Linked DNA regions of Zea mays: all the other regions are linked to region 3. A link is a contact called in public Hi-C data. All regions are on one chromosome and are shown on one strand. Each heading gives the region's core, a stretch centred on a gene start, on an enhancer-like site or on the middle of the called end of the contact. The rest is flanking DNA. Distances are from core to core; before and after follow the strand shown.

The links. Hi-C and Micro-C count contacts between places; a contact is called where the count stands out from the background.
Region 1: a contact with region 3 is called in a Hi-C map of leaf, with 7 times the contacts expected there. The contact joins the enhancer-like site here to the promoter of LOC100280613 in region 3. A contact is called at or near these places in 2 of 25 Hi-C or Micro-C datasets (leaf and tassel).
Region 2: a contact with region 3 is called in a Hi-C map of ear, with 3 times the contacts expected there. The contact joins the promoter of LOC100191917 here to the promoter of LOC100280613 in region 3. A contact is called at or near these places in 2 of 25 Hi-C or Micro-C datasets (ear and leaf).

What each region holds. Positions count from the first base shown.
Region 1 is chr9:41,332,743-41,336,274 of Zm-B73-REFERENCE-NAM-5.0, forward strand. It overlaps the pseudogene LOC103638291. Among protein-coding and RNA genes, the nearest start is that of LOC100193429, 47 kb to the left of the region's middle. Within about 2 kb of position 2,134, at least 10 of the 20 cell types and tissues checked have an H3K27ac peak or open chromatin away from gene starts, as enhancers often do. A contact at or near this core is called in leaf, where this site is marked.
Region 2 is chr9:41,150,319-41,153,949 of Zm-B73-REFERENCE-NAM-5.0, forward strand. It overlaps LOC100191917 (UDP-glycosyltransferase 72B1), which reads left to right and starts at 1,757. Exons shown (of 1, transcript NM_001137341.1): 1 at 1,757-3,399. The coding sequence starts at 1,758. The coding sequence ends at 3,197.
Region 3 is chr9:40,829,159-40,832,340 of Zm-B73-REFERENCE-NAM-5.0, forward strand. It overlaps LOC100280613, which reads left to right and starts at 1,570. Exons shown (of 3, transcript NM_001153531.1): 1 at 1,570-1,728. The coding sequence starts at 1,723.

The DNA of each region.
Region 1 (3,532 bases), core at 884-3,383, 500 kb after region 3:
GATTAAAATTATGCATAAAATGCCTTATACAATGGGGAAATACAAACAAGCATATATATATATATATATATATATATATATATATATATATATATATATATATATATATATATATATATCAAACATGGTATCACAATTGGACGAAATTAGAAGAAGAAAAAAGCATTCTCTCACGGCTGATCTTCGTCATTGCCAGATGATTTATGCCCTTGAGACTTGCTGTTGTGGGCTGTAGGCCGGTGGCCGCATCTTACCTTGCGGAAGATTGACACTGCTGCATAGACTGCAATATAGGCCAGGACAGGGATGACCAAATAGATGACATTCCTAGATGTCTCCCAGTCCCTGGTACTGCCGGCTGCATAGGCCCCCAGGAGGCCGAGCATGTCAAACCAAATAGCCGTCTGCATTGTCCATAGTGGCAATGGGTATCCGTGGAGAGTCCATGGCAGGAGCAAGATGACGACGACGACGGAGGCCATGAAGGAAGTGGAGTTGCAGTAGAAGAAAGCATGGTACCGGCGTTTGTCGATGTGGTGGAGGATGGAGCTGCCAGCTGAGTGACCACCGCTGTTGTCCTGCCACAGGCCACCTGGTGGCTTGAGGCCAGTCTGGTAGGTGACGCTCGCGGCAAGGACACCTAGCAGCATCAAGTATTCACGCTTGTTCTTGTCAGAGTCCTCTTTTTGCTGCTGTGCTTTTTCCACCGACGTTTTAGTTGCCTGTTTCTCGCAGCGTCCTGCACCTCCGTTCTTTTCTCTTGATGATCTAGAGTCAGAGGGCGGCGACTCTTCTAATGTTGTATTCTTTCTTCTACTACAGATGTTGCAAACACCGGAGCCACCAATGTCGTCAACACATAGATGGAAGTAGGGGCGGATCCAGAAAATGAATACCTCTATGGCTACAAATGCAAACACCGCAGCCACCAATGTCAACACATAGATGGAGGTGCGCACATCCCTGGAGCTCCCAGCGGCATAGGCTCCCATGAGGCCAAACATGCCGGCCACCATGCACACGTACAGCGCGTAGCACCGTATCCCTGGCCTGTACAGGTTGGGGTTGACGAGCAGAACAATGAGAGCCACCGACGCCATGAAGCTCGCCGCGTTGCAATAGAAGAAGGCGCTGTAGCGGGGGCGGTAGTTGTCGTGGAGGACCGGGTAGCCCGCGCGGTGCCCGCGGGCGCCGTCGTTCTCCGGCCAGAAGCCCCCCGGCGGCGTCAGCCCAGCCTGGTAGGTGAGCGTCGCAGCCAAGATGGCGAGGAGGAGCAGCACCTCGCGCCTGGTCTCCAGCTTCTCCTTGTCCCGGTGGTTGTCCTTGTGGTCCAGCGTGAAGAAGACGATGTGGATGACCACGTAGACCAGGACGACCCCTGCCAGGGCAACCACGTAGATGGAGGTCGTCTCGTCCCTGCAGCTCCCTGCAGCGTACGCGCTGATCAGGCCGAACAGGTCCAGTATCATGGCCGCCTCCAGCGTGTGGCGCTTCAGCAGGAATCTGCTCTGGACCATCAGAATGACGATGAGGGACGCCAGTCACGCCACGAAGGCTGCCGAGTTGCTGTAGAAGAACACCTTGTACCTATAGGTGCCCAAACGGGCGGCCCGGCACGGCCCGGCACGGGCCCGTTAGGCACGACAGTTAAACGGGCCGTGCCCGGTCGGCCCACGTGCCGCAGATGCGGCCCAGGCACGGCACGCCGGCCTGGTAGCCGTGCCGGGCCGGCCCGTTTAATTTGCCCACGTTGTCCATTTAATCAGAAAAACTGCAAAAAAATTGGGCGCAGTGGGGTTTTGAACCCAGGACCTCCCTCTTCTAAGCTGGGAGCACTAAATGTAAGAGGCTAACCAGTAGAACTCTAGCGTATTTGTTGTAAATAGCAAATATAAAATCTAAATATATATATACTATGTTTTATAAAATAAAAAAAATATAATCGTGCCGGGCCGGGCCGGCACTGCGGGCCGAGACAGCGGCCCAAGCACGGCACGGCTGTCGTGTCGGGCCCGACCCGGCACTATTAAACGGGCCGTGCTTCGGGCCGGCCCGTTAAGCACGGCCCATTTGGCCATCTATACTTGTACCGGGTGGGTTGTGTCGTCAGGAGTATCGGGTCACCGTTCCTGTGGCCGTCTCGGGTGTCGGGCCAGAGACCGCCTGGTGGGTCCAGTCCTGCTTGGTATGTGATGCTCACGACAAGGGTCGCAAGAAGCATGACAAGAGACCGAGCCTTTTCCACTTCCACCGCCTCGTCTTCGTGTTTTTGGTCCCTGCATGTAGTAGTTGCACTTTGCAAGCAAAAAAACATAACAAAGAGTTAGTCCTAAATTGCAACTGGTGACTCCTTACTTGTGTTGTGCTGGAAATTAAACACACACACACACCTGTCGCTGCTGATCTGTGGATCTGGTTGGTGGTCCTGCGGTCTGTCAAAGCACCAACCCTTTACTCCTAGCAGACATTTCGAAGCATAATCGCATACAGTTTGGAAGCATCTGCAGCGATTCTTCACTGTGACGGCGACGGCCACCTGGAGGAAGATGTAGGCAAGAACTCCAGCGTTCAGGCAGATGACGTAGGTGCTTTCGTGGACCTCCCTGCAGCTCCCAGCGGCGTAAGCCCCCATGAGGCCCAGGAGCGCCGTGATGGTCAGACCATACAGAGCCACGAAGCGTACGGAGAGCTTGTCGGTGAGCTTCTTGTCGACGACGAGGATGATGATGAGCAGGGACGCGACGAACGCGGTGGTGTTGCAGACGTAGAACGCCCGGTAGCGTCTGGAGTAGTTCTCCTGCAGGACCGGGTCGCTCATCTGGTGCCCATCCTTGGTGTCGCCCCAGAAGCCGCCAGGCGGATTCAGCCCTGCCACGTACGTGATGGTGACTGCGAAGGTGGCGAGCAGCATCAGGACCTCATCCAGTTCTTCGCGTTCATAGCCATGCACATTGGCGGCACTAGTGTCATTATTTTTTGCAGTGTTATGGTCATCCCTATGCTTCTTGCGCGGCAGCGCCAGCACGCCGAGGTACCAGCAGAAAGCGGCTACGACGTAGGCGAAGACAGCGCAGACCAGCAGCGCCGAGTAGATGGTCGTGAACTTGTCCCGGCAGCTCCCGGCGGCGTAGGCACCCATGAGGCCGAGCAGGTCGAGAACCATGACCACCCGCAGCAGAGCCTCCCACCAGCCCGTGTTCTTGCCGTCCAGGACCAGGAGGAGGAGGCTGACCACGAGCGACGCGGCGAACGCGGTGGCGTTGCAGTAGTAGAAGATGAGGTAGCGGTGGCGGTGCGCGTCCTGGAGGATCGAGTCGCCCGCGTGGTGCTGCCCGTCGTCCACCTGCCAGGCTCCTCCCGGCAGGTTTAGCCCGGCGCCGTACGTCACCGTAGCAACCAGACTGGCCAGCAGCAGAAGGTACTGCCTCAGCTGGTATTCCATGGAACCTGAAGCAGGTTTAGCCCCGTCCCCAGCCCCAGGTTGGGACTGGGTGTGGCTTTGTGCGCCGCCGGACGCCATTGGACTGTGAGA
Region 2 (3,631 bases), core at 507-3,006, 320 kb after region 3:
AGAGATACATCCTTCATCATCAAAAGGGTATCAGTTCGGGTTAGTCGCCACATACTACTTTACCAAATAGACTGAAGTCGTTGCTCTAAAGAACATGACACACATAGAGCCATAGAGGTAATTGAGTTTATAACTGAGCATATTATTCATAGATTTGGCATTTCTCAGACTTTGACCATAGACCAGGGGACTTCTATTATGTCAAAGGAGGTACGTGAGTTTGTTGAATCATATAGAATTAAATTGCTCAATTCATCTCCATATTATGCTCGGGCCAATAGACATGCCGAGTCTAGCAATAGGACATTGATTAGCCTAGTAAAAAAGAAGATATCTGATCATCCTAAGCATTGGCATAAGGTCTTGTCTGAAGATTCATGGGCTCATAGAATATCTAAACACTGCGCTACTAAAGTATCTACGTTTGAGCTTGTTTATGGCAGGAACCAGTGTTGCCTGTAGAGGTAAGCCTAAATGCTGTCAGGAGCACCAGGCAAAATGATCTGACTGTCGGTGATTATTATAATTCAATGATGGACAATATTGATGAAGTGACCGACAAAAGAGTGATAGCTCTAGGAGAAATAGAGAAGGACAAGATCATGGTCGCCAAATCTTACAACAAGAAGGTCAAGGCTAAGTCATTCCAGGTAGGAGACCTGGTGTGGAAGACCATCTTTCCTGCTAGCTGAAGGGAGATGAGCGACCGAGATAGCTATAAAAAAGGACAGTTCTCCTTTTTAACTCGTATCTTCTTAGCATTTGGCTAAGATAAAATACAATATCTAGAGTTTAATATCTGGTATGTGGCATATATCTACTTTAATATTAAATTTAATTTTTGGTGAGGGTCTACTTTAATTTTAAATTTATTTTTTGTGGGAATGGTCCATCACACTGGCTTGCCACTGGACCCTCACATGTTGTACCATTGCACTATACCATCAAATATGATTGGCGTGCTGTTGCAATACCCAGACATTGTACTAGTTACATACTCCCTTCGTCCCAAAATATTAGTCGTTTTAGCTCTTAATTTTTATGTCTATGTTCAAATGGATGATAACGAATCTATACACATGTGTAAAAAAATACATTAACTATTGTATGAAACAGTAAAACGAATTAGCTACCCGTGTTTCGATGCAAGTGCTAAAGTTAGCAAATGAATATAGAAAGACATCTATACCCTAATTAATGTGGTGTGGGAGAGAGAGTGTGAGGTAAAAAAAGTAGGAGATGTCTTTTCCTTGTCCCTCACTAATTTTATCTCACTTTAGCACACCTTAAAGAAACTAAACTGCTAATAAATACTAAAGTTTAGCATTTTATTTTTAGCTTGTTTCAGCATTTCTATTTAATATCTAAGTGCTAAAGTTTAGCAACAAATATATTGTTAGACTTTGGCACCGCCTAATTGTCCAATTGAGTGGCAATGGTTCTATGCGTGCCCAACGTGGTAACACCTCACTACATAGAATATAGAATATAGAATATAGAATATAGAATATAGGTGCCCTTCAATTATTGTGCGCGTGACCGAATTTGTTTGTAGAGATCAAATTTGCCACGCATTCCAAAGAACCCTAGTGCATTGGAAGTCATGCATCTGTCCAAAATCCAAATACTAAAGAAGTTGGTTGGTGGTATACGGAGTACTGGCAAAGTCGCATCAGTCACCAACACTAATCACACTTTACTAGCCACACCAACGTATCAGCTCCACCCCTTCGGCCACACAACCCAGGTGATCGACCATGTCCTCGCCGGCACCATCATCGGCCTCCAGGTCCAGCCACGGCTCACGAGGCTCCCCGCGCATCGTCCTCTTCCCGAGTGCTGGCATGGGCCACCTGGTCCCGTTCACCCGCCTCGCCGTCGCGCTTTCCGCCGGCCACGGTTGCGAGATCTCCCTCCTGACGGCGCTGCCCACAGTTTCGTCCGCGGAGTCCCGCCACATCGCCGCGCTCTACGCTGCGTTCCCCGCCATCCGGCAGCTGGACCTCCGCTTTGCCCCTTTCGACGCGTCGTCCGAATTCCCCGGCGCCGATCCATTCTACCTCCGCTACGAGGCCCTGCGCCGCTGCGCGCCCTCGCTCCTCGGCCCGCTCCTCGCTGGCGCAGGCGCGTCGGCTCTCGTCGTGGACATGGCGCTGGCCTCCGTGGCCATACCCGTAGCCAGGGAGCTCCACGTCCCGTGCTTCGTCTTCTTCACCGCGTCGGCCACGATGCTCTCATTCAAAGCCTACTTTCCCACCTACCTCGACGACGTCGGTGCCGGACATGGCGTTGGCGATGTTGACGTGCCCGGCGTGTACCGCATCCCAAGTTCGTCCGTCCCACAGGCGCTGCATGATCCCGACAACATCTTCACCCGGCAGTTCGTCGCGAATGGACGGGCGCTCGCGACAGCCGACGGCCTCCTGGTCAACGCCTTCCACGCCATGGAGCCGGAGGCCGTCGAGGCACTACAGGGTCGCTTCGTGCTCTCCGTTCTGCCGCCCGTGTTCGCCGTGGGGCCGCTTATGCCGGTGAACGACCTCCGGGAGACAGGGGAGGCAGCGCAAAAACAGGGGAACTATAGGGCGTGGCTGGACGAGCAGCCGCCGCGGTCTGTGGTGTATGTCAGCTTTGGCAGCCGCAAGGCTCTCCCCAAGGACCAGATCAAGGAGCTCGCCGCCGGACTAGAAGCGTGTGGCCACCGCTTCTTGTGGGTTGTGAAGGGCGCTGTCGTGGACAGGGATGACGCTGGGGAGCTCAGCGAACTGCTTGGCGAGGCCTTCCTGCGGCGCGTGCATGGCCGTGGCCTGGTGACCAAGTCGTGGGTGGAGCAAGAGGAGGTGCTCAGGCACCCGGCCGTGGCGCTGTTCGTCAGCCACTGCGGATGGAACTCGGTGACGGAGGCAGTGAGCAGCGGCGTGCCGGTGCTGGCGTGGCCAAGGTTCGCGGACCAGCGAGTGAACGCCCGCGTGGTGGTCCGTTGCGGGCTCGGCGTGTGGGCTGATCAGTGGAGCTGGGAGGGGGAAGAGGCGCTGGTGAGAGCGGAGGAGATCACAGCGCTGGTGATGGAGGCTATGGAAGATGACGCGATGGCAGTGAAAGCGGCGAATGTCCGCGAGGCTGCGTCGAGAGCCGTTGTGGACGGCGGCACGAGCTACCGAAGCCTGGCGGCGTTCGTGCGTCGTTGCACCGCATGAAGTTATATAAAAATTACTTATATAACTTAACTTCACGGTCTATAAACTTTTAAAATATGCCTATTCAGAACATATTCTATGTTCAGAACTTTAGATCTTTCTTAAATACAAACCGTAAGAAAGAGAATAGGAAGAACTGTTCTCGCTATGTACTTTATGACGTCGAGTACAAATATATATAGATTACAACCAAATATCATGCAAGTCTGATCCCGAAAAGATGGCCACGATGTCTCCTGTGATTCTAAAATGATGAGTTACGAAGTGGCATGGAGACTCGGACAGAAACAAGAAAATAGGATCTAATAACAGACGCTTTACATTATCTAACAGCCCCCTCAACCTATAGAATCTGGAGCTGGCTTGATTTGCAGGTTGGACCGGAACTCCTTGGACAACGATATTAAGAGACCTTTTGGTAAAAATATCAGCAA
Region 3 (3,182 bases), core at 320-2,819:
GGAGTTCATGGCGGAGAAAAAAAAAGGCGCGGGGGAGAGCAGTCCGCGTCCGCGTCAAGACTGCCAACAGTCAGCAGGAGGGCAAATTTGCAATTACTCGTGCGTGCTAGGCTACACAGTTCGCTCACTCCGCAGGGTGTTAATGGATCAACATCCAAATGTCATTTAAAAAAAGTTAGGATCTTAAATAATTTTAGTTTTAAATAATAAATAGTAATAGGATCTGATTCTAATCCGATTTGATTTTTAAAGTTTGTAGTGTAAAATCTAGAGTTTATTATCATCTCTATCACCACATGATATGATGTGCCGTTCCGTTTACTTGACTCCACGGCCGGCACTGGTGTGGTGGTTCAACTTTTTTCTCATCAAATTTTCTAACAATTTAACTATGGAAAGAATATGGTTGTAGAGATAATCTAAGGGGTATTTGGTTTGAGGAATCACTTTATCCAAAATATGATGGTGTATCATGGGTCCATTACTCAAATTTGGTGGGACGACCTCATTCCTCTTATTAGTACTAACTAAATAACTATAAGGAATTAGGTGATGGTGGATCAACTCAATCCATTCGACAAACCAAACAAAAAAGTGAGAAGTGAGAAGACGATGTACTAGATCATTTCTCAAACCAAACAGCCTAAGTATCGTTGAGATTACGTGCGGAGAAAGATAAAATTATCTATAGGATTCATAATCTAAAATGTAAAAGATTCCTACTATTTCAACAAACTTAACGAATTATATATTTATTTTGATTTTGAATGATATTTAACAAATTGAAAAACTAATCGTTTGGCTGACCGGAAAACTAATCGTTTGGCCGTCCCCAACATCTTTTTTGGTGGTTAAAATCTGTAAAAAGCCGAAACAGCGCCGAGGCCAGTGTCAGGTCTGAACGCACGCAGTATTTTATATCTTGCTTCCTGGTCCAGCGGCGGAGCTCTGTCCGGTTCCAGACGCTGTATTAGGCACACGATGACATGCCCAGCTGTCATACCATATTGGCAATAAACTAATTAACAATAATAAATAATAATAATAATTCCTACGCAGTTGACATTCGACGCATCGCCCGCCAGCTCGGATCCAGTTCTAGAGCTACGCCACGGGACGAATTTGGGCCAAAAGTTCCAACAAATCTCTTTTTGATTTCAAGCAGAGAAGAATTACGCCACGGGGACCCACACCCACCCAAGCAGTAGGAAGTAAAACAAAGGCTACGATCCAGTCTAGAGATTCCGAGCGCCAGCGAAGCGCTCCTCCACCGGGCTCACCACCGACGTGCGGCCCCCTCGCCACCGCCGCCGCCGCCGCACCGGTCAAAACCCCGCCGGCTGCCTGCCTCTTCTCCTGCCCCCACCCACACGCTACGTCTGACCAACTGGCCCCCACCGGCGGCGCGGCTCACATCACGCTTCCCGGGCCCCTCGATAACCGCCGGGTACAATCGATTTTTAGGCGCAGCACTCCCCCTCCCACCACTCGACTCAGTACAAGTTGCCAAGTTCTCCGTCACCAGCTTTCCTTTTCTTTTTCAATTCTCCACAGCGATTCGTCTCCTCTGCTCTTATCTCCGCTGTGCCTGTGCCTGACTTTTCCTCCTCTTCGTCCCCTCCCACCCGCAACCGCACAGAGAAAGGGGAGGAGGCTCTCTACCCAGCGCAGCCCGAGCACCCCTCCCCCCGGATCGGGACCCCTGCTCTGCGCAATCCACCCATGGCGGTACGTGCAAGGCTCTGCGCTGCCTCTGGCTGGCGTTTCTTTCTTTCTTTTTTCTTTTTGTAATCTATATTCCGCCCACACCCGGCGATGTTAGCCTGTGGAATCGGTGCTCGTTGTCCTTGGTCGAAGTGAGCTCGTCTTGTGTTGAAAGCTCGGTCCGGCTAGTTTCGAGCGGCGGGGATCTGTTTCTCCTGTTGGTTGGCATCAAAGCCGGGTGGGCTGGCCGAGTATTCTTTCTCCTCGAGGACGTATGCGCTCGATATGATAGGTCTAGGAAAACTAGTGGGATGCTTCTTTCTCGTGTGGTTGAGCTGCGTTCACAAGATTGCTTGATTGATTCGTGTATCCTAAAGTCTCGGGAGAACTATGTGTACCGGGTCGGGTAGGTTGGCGTTTTTGTATCGGGGCCTGTGATTGTCAGCGGAGTCCACGCCTTTGCTCTGCATTCGGTCAGGGAGTTTCATAACGGATTCCATGTTCACTGCAACTACAACGCAGTCAATTAGAATTAGCAGCCCAGCCTATAGCTGTTGCCGTGAAGACGCTGAAACGGAAACATAGCCTAAGTGGTTTCGTTCAAATCTTTTGTCTGCTACTCGTGGGCTTGTGGCTATGGCCATGGCCATGGGCTGTAGTTTTATTGATCCAACATTAGATTGTTATTCTGTTGTTAAAGCTATGGCAAGTCTGAAAGCCAAATGGACGGAGATGGACGACTACGGAGAAACGCTCATGAATATACATGCGGGATTATGCACGTATGCAGGCCAATGGTCACTCAAAGAGGCCCGTTCCCTTACCAGTACACTTAGAAAACTACTTTACTCACTAAAGCGTTCATTGGAGACTTGGTGTTCTTTTTTTCTGAATAGCATGCTTGTTGGTTACTGCTAAGAACATTGTGGAACTTGATTATTGGTTTGATAATGGAACCATGGTTTTTCATTTTAGGAAGACACTGATAGATCACATCCCTTTTTTTTGTATTGTAGTTAACCGACCAATTTATCTGTTAGGAACAGAAATAATGACTCTGCAGCCTATCCTTCATATAAAGGGTGGTGTACCTAATTCCTGTTTTTAAGGGGCTATCGGTTGAATCATGCCTGGGAATATCAGCATGGCAGCTGAATCTTCCCATGAAAGCTGTCATGAATTTTTTTTTTGGAAACTGTTAACAACTTGACATGCCAACTCTTTTCTTGATGCTAGTTTGATCTCTAGAATATATGTTCTGATTTTTTGTTTATAAGGAATATATGTTCTAATTCAACTTAGTTGTCAAGAGATCACAACTCACAGGTCAATAACTATGTTACATAATATGTCTTTGGTGCTAATGAATGTTGAGCCACTAATATTGTCCCATGCTGGCATGCTATGTAATCAGAATACGTAATTCATGATTACTGCAAGTATATACTCCTGTTTTCTGATTTTTTTTGTCTGTACCA